Regions from separate parts of the Mus musculus genome. Here region 1 is linked to region 2. Evidence: chromatin contacts called from public HiChIP or PLAC-seq data. All regions are on one chromosome and are shown on one strand. The core of a region is the stretch at or near the end of the contact, and the rest is flanking DNA. Distances in the headings are between cores, read along the strand shown. Region 1 overlaps Fa2h (fatty acid 2-hydroxylase). Region 2 overlaps Il34 (interleukin 34).

Region 1 (5,210 bases), core at 566-3,065, 580 kb before region 2:
CAGGGGCCAAAGTAAGCCTGGCTTTTGTCTGCTGTCTTAGTAAGCAATGAGGAAAATAACTTGTGCACTGTGCCGTTCTTGGTGGCTCTAGTCTGAGGGGGAAATTCATGCAAGCACGTCTCAGTTTATGGAAGCAAAGACTACTCCTGCTCAGACATGGTCTATGAACAGAAGGGGTCTGAGCCACAAGCCACACCCTGACTACTCTTCTTGATACTGTCACCTATCCAGCCTCTGAAGATAGAAGCAAGGAGTTGAGGTGCCATTATCACAAGGAACTGACTTCCTGCTCCAAGAGGAAATGAGGAGGTTATATGGGGGCAGTGGAACTTGAACTCTGGGGATAGGCTGTCCCCAAGAAATAAATGTATTGATGGAGCTATCTGGAAACCTCGGGGGCTACCAGGGAACACCTGGCAGATATTCTGTGGTTTTGGGTCTAATGGGCCTGAGCTTGGTGTGGGAGAGTTGTCTGGGGAGGAAGGCCAAGGGGTATAAGCAAAACTGTTGCCACAAGACAGGAACAAGTGACACCTTGCAACCAGCCAGTGATTGACATTGAGTTGGGAGAAGCTGGGGCAGGTACTGCTCTCTGCATGCTTCTCTCCCAAATGGCCTCAGACTGTGGCTGGAAGGATTTAAGGAGGTCAAAATGCCCACCTCACTCTCCACAGGGTCCAGTGACTCTTAGCTGGGAAAGTGCCAGCCTATGTCACCTCCTCGGCAAATTGCATTGGCAATTCCTTGTAGCCGCCTTTCTCTTTCCAAGGAAAAGCAGCCTCTGGAAGGCACTGGAGCAGTCTTCCCCTGCCACCCTGCCCATATAGAAACCCGCCTCGTATCTTTGCACCTAAACAGGCTGCAATACACGACTGCCAATACACGACTGAATCCTCTCATTCACTAAGTATTTGAGTGCCATCCCAGGGCCCATGCCTCAGGATAGGTAAGGCCAGCAGGCCCCCACCTCAAGGAGCTCAACAGGCAAAGGAAGGAAGGAAGGAAGGAAGGAAGGAAGGAAGGAAGGAAGGAAGGAAGGAAGGAAGGAAGGAAAGGAGGGAGGGAGGGAAGGAAGGAGGGAGGAAGGAAGGAAGGGGAGGAAAGAGGAGAGGAGAGGAGAGGAGAGGAGAGGAGAGGAGAGGAGAGGAGAGGAGAGGAGAGGAGAGGAGAGGAGAGGAGAGGAGAGGAGAGGAGAGGAGAGGAGATAAGCTTGCAGCCCTGAGCACCTTTGTATTTTCCCACAGTAAAGAATTTGGGAGGAACCCAGACACACAGGACTGTCTGGTGCCCCTCACATGGATCCTACGAGAATGTGCTTGCTTGTCAGGTATTGTGCTAATGCCTGTGATTTCGGCAACCAGGAGGCTAAGGCAGAGAGATGGTGAATTCAAGTCCTGCCTGAACTTCATAGCAAGATCCTGTCTCAGTTACCTTTCCCCTAAATAAGAAAGCTGTCACTAGACATAAGTGGGAAGGGGCATCCGCTGTCAAGTCACACTCGTTAGCTCTTGTGTTAATCCTTCTTGGGAAAGCCAATGTAAGTGTGACTACAGAATTACTCACCGTCCTCCCCAATGCTAAAAGTGGTCCGACCTGAAGACATCAACCAGAACAGTCTTCTTAGCTTTGGGATTCTCCGTTGGTTTATAAAGTTCCCTTGGCTTCCTTCCAGGAAGAGAGTCTTAAATGCATTGTGGAAGTTTCCAAAAAAAAAAAAAGTTTAGAGATTTTTAGAGTTAGAGCTGTACCCTATTTCCCTGGGGTGACCTTTGCACACTTCTGATTCATGGATAGTGCTTGCTTGTGGAATGCAGGGGTGAGCCCAACCTGAATACAAAATAAATACTGCCTGGAAAACAGGATCCAGACCTATGTGTGTGTTGTGTGTGACAGCCGCTGCCGGTGAGTCTCAGTTCCTGGAACACCCACCCTCCCCCAGGAGTGGGGCCAGGAAAACCTCACTTGGAGGGTCTTCTATCTACATATAGGAAGGGTTTTCTAGACCCTCTGGGGTCTCACAGCTAGTCTTAAGAAAATCAATGATAAAAGACACATTGGGAGGTTGGGGGGCGGGGGGCATGTCCAACCCAGAATGTTCCTGCTATAGGTGATGTCAGTGTGTGGCTGGTTCCAGCTCTCCTTGAAGTCACTTTCCATCGGATGCCTGTTAAGTCTTGTGATACTACCTCGGGCCTCTGACAGAGAAGGGTGCTGTCCCATTTGGCCTCCCAGGGAGTACTTCGTTTATGTGGTCACTCCAGGAATTGTTGAAAGCGTACCACTCAGGACACTTCCGCCTGATGGCCTCCAGGCCTCGAGCTTTGATTAGGCTGGGGCAGCAGAAGAGGGGGGAAAAGGGCAGGAAGAGCTCATGCCTACACCATCTCCATGTGTCTCTTCTCATCCTTCATGGATGTCAGCTCTCACTCGGGGTCGGTCCACGACTCAAAAGAACTCTCTGGAAAGAACCACTGGCCACTTCATACTGGCATGCGAGCCGCTGAGTCACACTTCCCTGTAAGAACATGTTCTGTTTCCTGGGTCTTAGGAGGAACAGGGCCCCAGAGCAGCTGTCCCTTCGCTTCTCGCAATTAAGAGAGAGTACGTTCTGAACTGAACAAAAGCCTTAATGGGTTTGTTTCCATTTGTAGCTGTCATTTCAGTGAAACTGAACTTTCAATAATTTTTCAAGTAGAGCCTTAGAATTGGTTCAAAGTGTGATAAATATTTTTGTAAAGATGTATTTGTTTGTTTGCTTGTTTATTTTATGTATATGAGTACACGATAGCTATACAGATGGTTGTGAGCCATCATGTGGTTGCTGGGAATTTGAATGCAGGACCTCTGCTCGCTCCGGTCGGCCCCACTCGCTCCAGTTTGCCTGCTTGCCGGCCTAAAGATTTACTTATTACTATATCTAAGCACACTGTAGCTGTCTTCAGACGCACCAGAAGAGGGCGTCAGATCTCGTTACGGGTGGTTGTGAGCCACCATGTGGTTGCTGGGACTTGAACTCAGGACCTTCAGAAGAGCAGTCAGTGCTCTTAACCACAGAGCCATCTCCCCAGCCCCGTTAAATACTTTTAAAATATTTTGTTTCCACTATTAATATAAAGTTGCCAACTGCCCTTCTCTAGAAGATGCCTTTTGCGCTGTAAACCTGTATTTCCTACGTATTTGGTATTGAATCTTCTCTTGTTTGTGCAGTGGTACTGATAGTTACCTTTAAAAAGCACTTTTATTGGGGGGGGGGGGATGCTGGTCTTCAATACATGTGGGAATCCTAAAGAAGTAGGCTCTAATGCCAGTGAAGGAATGGACTTGCTAGAGAGAGAGAGAGAGAGAGAGAGAGAGAGAGAGAGAGAGAGAAAGTTTCCTTCTTCCATGACTTTATATAGGCTGTCTGCAGAAGGTGTGGCCCAGGTTATAAAGGTTTATCTTCCACTTTAAAAGCTCTGGATCCCAGGTGTATCTTCCTACAGAGATTGGGATTAGAAGTGGGTCTTCCTCCTTCAGATGAGTTTTTCACTCTTCCCTTCTGTTTACAGTTTTACTCTGGTGATTTATTGTCTCCCGCTATCCCCAACAGTGCCAGGGAGTGGCTCCTGGGCTCCACCTTGGCTCCTTCAACCCAGATAACCTTCCTCTTGGGCACCATGGCAGTACCAGGTGCCATGACAAACCTGTCATGGAGTGGCCACCACTGCACACACTGCTGTGACCTACCAAGGGAGCCGTGGGAGACCAGGAGGGCAAATGATTTAATTAAGAGAGAGAGAGAAAAAAAAAACCTCACAGTTGTGCCAGGTCATTTTGGCTTTTAGTGAATTCCAGATGTAGTCAAGTTGGCAACCATGGATAGCCATCACAGGAGTAAGCAGAAGGAAAGTCATCTAGGAAAGAGGGGGCTTGATAATAGCACAGTGGCCAAAGCCCTCAGGAGTATTTTGAAACTAAAACATAACTGTAAGGCCATGTATGGTGGCTCACACCTGTAATCCTAGTGCTAATGTAGGCACCAATAGATTTTGGTTAGCCTGGGCTACCAAGTAAGTTCCAGGCCAGCCTGAGCTAGAATGAGACTCTGAAAGGAAAAACAAAAACAACCAACCAGAAAGGAACAAGAAAGATAGTTGAATTGCTAACAGACCAGAAAAAAGAAGCTTGCCCAGAATCTTAGTGAGTGTCCATGTATAATGTGCTATAAAGTCTCCCTTCCTGGTCCTCAAGAGAGTGTAAGATGCTTTGTTTAAAAAGAAAACCACAAAGGGCTGGAGAGATGGCTCAGTGGTTAAGAGTGCACACAAGTCTTGGCAGAAGCCGTGGGTTTGGTTCCCAGCTCACAACCGCCTGTGACTCCAGGTCCAGGGGATCTGACACCCTCATCTGCCCTTGTGTGCACATACCCACACACATAATTAAAAATGAAACAACCTTACTAAGATGGTAGTAGAGCATGCCTTTAATCCCGGCACTCAGGAGGCAGTGACAGGTAGATCTCTGTGAGTTCGGGGCCTACCTAGTCTACATAGTAAGTTCCAGGACAGCCAGAATTACATAGAGAAACCTTGTCTCAATAATCAAACCAAACCAACCAAACAAACAAAAAACAAAATAATAATAATAATAATAATAATAATAATAATGGTTCAGCTTTGGAAGCTGTGTATACATATCTATTATCCCAGCTTAGAAGAGGCTGAGATAGGAGGGTGGTAGTTTTAAGACCAGCCTGGGATATAAAACAAGTCTCTGTCTCAATTAAAAATACACACACACACACACACACACACACACATACACAGAGATATTTTAAGAAGCAGGTATTACGCTGAGAACCCAAAGATGCAAAACTACAGAAACGTCGTGTCGTATCTGGGTTTTCCCCAGAAAATGCCAGCATGGTCACCATCACCATCAAGCTGTCTTAGGAAAGAAAAATGTCAGCACAGTAGCAAACCCCAGTGCCGCTGAGCCTGGTGGTGCACACCTGTGATCCCAGTTCTGGGGAGGCTGACGCAGAGGATGAGTTTGCGATCCACTGGGCTGCGTAGTGAGTTTAAGGATCATCTGGGCTATATACTCTGTCTCGGGGAGAAGAAAAAAGACACCCCAGCTGCCTGCTCAGACCTCCTGAGCTTCTTGCTGGCTTCCCAGAGCCGCTAGGCTTGTGTTTGTTTGGGAGCACGGGGGCTCAGGGAGGTCCCGCT
Region 2 (4,558 bases), core at 1,481-3,980:
GTATGTCATGGAGATGCCTATAAATACAGATCTCTGTCATCTTCAGGTGGATAAGCTTAGAACTCCAGCCCACCACTGTTCTGAACAGCGCTGCGGCACGTATCTATGACTCTGGCTTTATTTTTCCCCAAATAAGTATTATTTCATCTTTAAGAAGCCGACTTTCGGAACTTGGGGACCACATGTGTTCATCTTCACAGGAGTCACCTAGAAGACTGATTCCTTAATCTCAAGCCTCTGCCAGTCTTCAGTGGGGAGAGGCAAGTGACTAGGGACAACCACGAAACACATGTGAGCTAGCATCGTGGGGTAAGGGCGTCGTGAGCGAAGGCAGCTGTGGTGGGCAGGGTTTGGTGGCTGGGCTTGGTCAATGCTCATGGCTTCTTGCAAAACACCAGTCAGTCTCCTCCACCTCACAGATGGAGAAGTGAGACCCAGATAGCCCCAACTGACCCAGGATCAGGCAGGTGGGAAGTGAGAAGGCAGGGATAAGCGAGGACATTGGACAGGCCTGCTCAGCCTAGACCGCTCCATCACTTAGGCCGCCTCAGTGACCTCATTACAGTCTAGAACCTTTGTGGCACCCAGTCTCTCTTACCACATGGTAATCCAGGAGTCACCTGGCAGATCCTGGCCCATCAGATAACTAAGTCAGCCCTGAGGCCAAACTCCTACCTGTCTAAGTAGGCCTGGCCTCAAGTCTTAGTTTCAGGGTTGTTTTTGGTCAGGGAAATCTGAGGGCTGGAGTCAGTCTTACAGTTCCACCATCTCCTCTCTACTCTGGCAGGCTCTGAATGGTGGGGCCTCCCAGGGGACACTGACCAACCAGTAGGGCAGTGAGGAGGAGACAGAAAACCGGACAGCTGCAGACAGCCTTGGGCTTGAATCCTAGTCATTCCTCCTGCTGTCCTCAACACTGGTACCATGGAGCCATAAACTGGAATGAAAATGGCATCTCTACAGACTACATTGTGGCTATGAAGATGGCTATGAAGAGAGAGAGAGACAGTGACAGAGACAGAGAGAAATAGAGAGAGAAACAGAAAGATAGGCACACATGCAGAGAGACAGAGAGAGAGAGTGCAAGTGCAATATGGAGAGAGAGAGAGGAATATGGAGAGAGAGATTGGAAGTCTGTGCACTGTTGGTGCAAGGGAACACTGACCATTCCTTAAAGAAGGAAGAATTACCATCTCCAGCTATTCCACATCTGGATATATGCTGAAAAGAATTATAAGCAGGGTCTCCAAGAGGTATTTATACACCCATGTTCATAGCATGTTCACATTCTTATTAGACAAGAGGTAAGAAGCAGCCTACTATTCCACAGAGGAGTGGAGAAGTCATATGGGACATATCTGTACACAGAGATACTATTCAGTCTTTAAAAGGAAGGAAATGGGTCAGGTGGTGGTGGTACACACTTTGAATCTTAGCACTCAGGAGGCACAGGTAAGACTATCTCTGTGAGTTTGAGGCCAGCCTGGCCTACAGAGCAAGTTCCAAGATAGTCAGGGCAACAGAGAGAAACCCTGTCTTGAAAAATGAAGAAGAAGGAGGAGGAGGAGGAGGAAGAGGAGGAGGAGGAGGAGGAGGAGGAGGAACAATTCACTGAGTGAAATAAGCCAAACACAAAAGGATAAAAACTGTATGATCCACAGGGCTAGAGAACCAGAAAGAGTGGAAGCAGCATGTCAGTTGTGGAGATGTAAGACCCCCTTTCGGGGACCCCCAATCTAGTCTCAGGAGAGAGAGCGCACCCAAAGAAACACGAGAATCCTTCTTGCTGCAAACATATGAGGCAGTTTAATGGCAGAACTCCGGGTCGAAACATATCTCACGCAGGAGACAGTGAATTCGACCCCAAGGCTCGAAAGTTAGGGGGTTTTATGGGGTAAAGGGCTTAGGGGTGGGGAATTCAGCATAGTGACACACTATTGGCTTATTCAAACGTCAGCAAAAGAATACGTGCAGGTCAGGGTGTCAGAGTATTGTGAGTTGTTGACTCAGTTCAGATGTCCTCACATTCCTCTTTATCTTTATGGTCAAGCTGTTCCCAGGAATGTTTTAACTACGGGGCATGCTTGGGTTTGTTTTTCTTTGTTCTCAGCCCCAGGCAGCCTCTAGGCTCACAAACAACCAGCAATTTCTGTTTACTTTATATGACTTACAGGTCTTGAAATTTGATCTTTCTTTCAGAGACAGGTGGGGACAGGAGTGTCACAGCAGCATGAATGTTCAATGCCGCTGAACTGTGCACTGAAAAATTATTAAAATGAGAAGCCGAGGATTACCTGTAATGCTCTTCTCCCTGCCTCCAGCTGCCAAGTGCTGGCCTCATCCAGGCCACCATGCCCAGTTTTTACAGTGCTGGGATTAACCCTGGGGCTTTGTGCTTGTTAGACAAGCGCTCTACAGACCAAGCCACATCTCCTGCTTTTTTTTGGGGGGGGGGGTTCGAGACAGGGTTTCTCTGTGTATCCCTGGCTGTCCTGGAGCTCACTTTGTAGACCAGGCTGGCCTTGAACTCAGAAATCCGCCTGCTTCTGCCTCCCAAGTGCTGGGATTAAAGGCGTGTGCCACCACCGCCTGGCTAGCATTTTTTTTTAAAACCACAATTTTACAGAAAACTTCTCACAGGAGTTCTATGGGGACTGAGTAGAGAGATGCATGTGAACACTTGTGCCTGGTCTGTAGAAACCAAGCTTCCTGTCTCAAGCAGTACTGCAGACTCTGGCTCTGATGAGTCGCCCAGTCTTCAGGCGTCCTGGAGGAACAACTGGGGCCCTGTTCAGAGGATTCCTACTCTCTGTGAATGAGTGGATTCCACACATTGGAAAGTCCCTGGCGAGAACACTGAAGGGCAGTTAGCAGGGTGGAGAGCTTGCGGACTAAACTGTATGTGGAGCAGCTGCCTCATGGACTGGAGAACTCTCTCCCAGTGGAAGCAAGTGAGGAGGGATGGGGGAGCTGCAGAGGAAAACTCCCATGTGGCTTGAAGACAAAGCCAGTTTGTCGCTGAGGCTCTGTTCCCTTCTGATGTGATCAGTCCAGGCCAAGGTTATATGCAGCAAGTGTGGGCATAGCAGGCTCAGGGAGTTGCCACAAACCTTGACCTCTGCCTTACACAACAGCTGCTACAGTGCACCTTGGGCTATGCCCAGCACTACCATAAACCAGACAGAATCTCAAATCCTTGCCTCAACTATGCCGCCAGTACTATACCTTCTGAGAACCAGGCCTGGGGTAAGCTGTTGCCTGAGGCAGCCAGAGGCTGGTATATGGGATTCGAACTCATGCATGGTGGCCAGAGCTCTTGAGTCCCTTGTCCACCCCTGCCCCGCCCCGTCTCCCCCCCCCCTTTCAGGTTCCGATGTTAGGTGCTAAGCCAGCTGCTACATTCCATCCCCATCCCAGACCAGAGAGTCAGCACTGCCCGATTCCAGCCTGGCTGACTTCACACCATTAGTGGTGTGTGTGTATGTGTGTGTGTGGGTGCTCATTTCCCTGCGAGTGTGGCTCAACCTGCTTAGGGCAACCATATCCTTGACCAGGATCCGCCTTATCCCATTGAATGGATGTAGTTCAGTTGGTAACATGCCTGCTCAGCGCGCATGAAACCACACGATTAGATCTCCAGCACTGGAGGAAACTGGGCATAAGGGTGCATGCCTATAGTCCCAGCCCTTGATCAGAGAAGTTCCAGGTCTTGGCTATGTGGTGAGTTTGAGGCAAGGCTGAGCTACAAGAGACTCTGTCTCAAAGCCAAAAACGAGTGGGGGACCCTTCTGAATAACTTTCTTCCAGGGTTCAAAGTGCCCTGTGCCATAGCAGCGTTGAGTTCAGTTCATTTTGTAACTATAGTAACCATGCATTTGCAACCCAGCTGTCTGGATGCCAAGACCACAATTGGCTTAGCACCGTTTTAGCATCTGCCGGGCGGACAAATGCGGTCCTAGTGGCCGTGACTCAGTGGCCTTCTCTGACTCAGCTCTCTGACAGGATGGTTGCAATGACCACAGCTGCAACGGAGGAGGTCCGGGCAGGGGTGGTGGTGGGGGACCAGTCTCAAGTCTCAAAGGAATATCTCCATGCTCCTGTGCCAGGCAGGGAGCAAAGCCTCTGACAGACACCAGCTCAGGAGTCAGGAAGCCCATCAGGTAAAGTGGGGCTGTTCGGACAGAGGCTGAGGAAACTGGTCTGACGATCTGTGCTGGCTGCGGGGTCTAAGGGAAGTAATGGGGTCCTCTCACTGGCTGCGGAATTGCCGGCATGCAGGTCTCCCCTTCCATCCTTCCTGTGGCCTCCTCCCTACCTTGGGTGGGGCAGTAGGAGGGATTCTGTATGATGGATGGAGAAGCTGCTTAGGGGTTCCCCCAAAGTCTCACAGAGGGAAGAAGGCGGCACCCCTGCCTCCCCGGGCTCCTTTCCTCCGCCTGCACCAGGTGGCTTGCTCTGTAGTCCTCCAGATAGCTTTCCTGGAAGAGCTGTTCTAGGCACCAGTGCTTGATGAGGCTTAGTCTGTAGACCAGCCGGACCAGCTGGGGCTGGACAGGAG

Evidence for each region. HiChIP or PLAC-seq counts read pairs in DNA pulled down with a chosen protein or histone mark.
Region 1: a contact with region 2 is called in a FOXA1 HiChIP or PLAC-seq map of pancreatic cancer cells. The contact joins two enhancer-like sites. A contact is called at or near these places in 2 of 39 promoter capture datasets (liver and pre-B cells), 1 of 115 datasets of contacts at active chromatin or transcription factors (pancreatic cancer cells) and 2 of 9 other capture datasets (adipose tissue and liver).

What each region holds. Positions count from the first base shown.
Region 1 is chr8:111,367,201-111,372,410 of GRCm38.p6, reverse strand. The region is part of intron 1 of Fa2h (fatty acid 2-hydroxylase); the gene reads left to right. Among named protein-coding and RNA genes, the nearest start is that of Fa2h, 24 kb to the left of the region's middle. Within about 2 kb of position 1,815, at least 16 of the 459 cell types and tissues checked have an H3K27ac peak or open chromatin away from gene starts, as enhancers often do. A contact at or near this core is called in pancreatic cancer cells, where this site is marked.
Region 2 is chr8:110,793,098-110,797,655 of GRCm38.p6, reverse strand. All of the region lies in intron 1 of Il34 (interleukin 34), which reads left to right. Among named protein-coding and RNA genes, the nearest start is that of Gm15895, 9.8 kb to the left of the region's middle. Within about 2 kb of position 2,730, at least 45 of the 459 cell types and tissues checked have an H3K27ac peak or open chromatin away from gene starts, as enhancers often do. A contact at or near this core is called in pancreatic cancer cells, where this site is marked.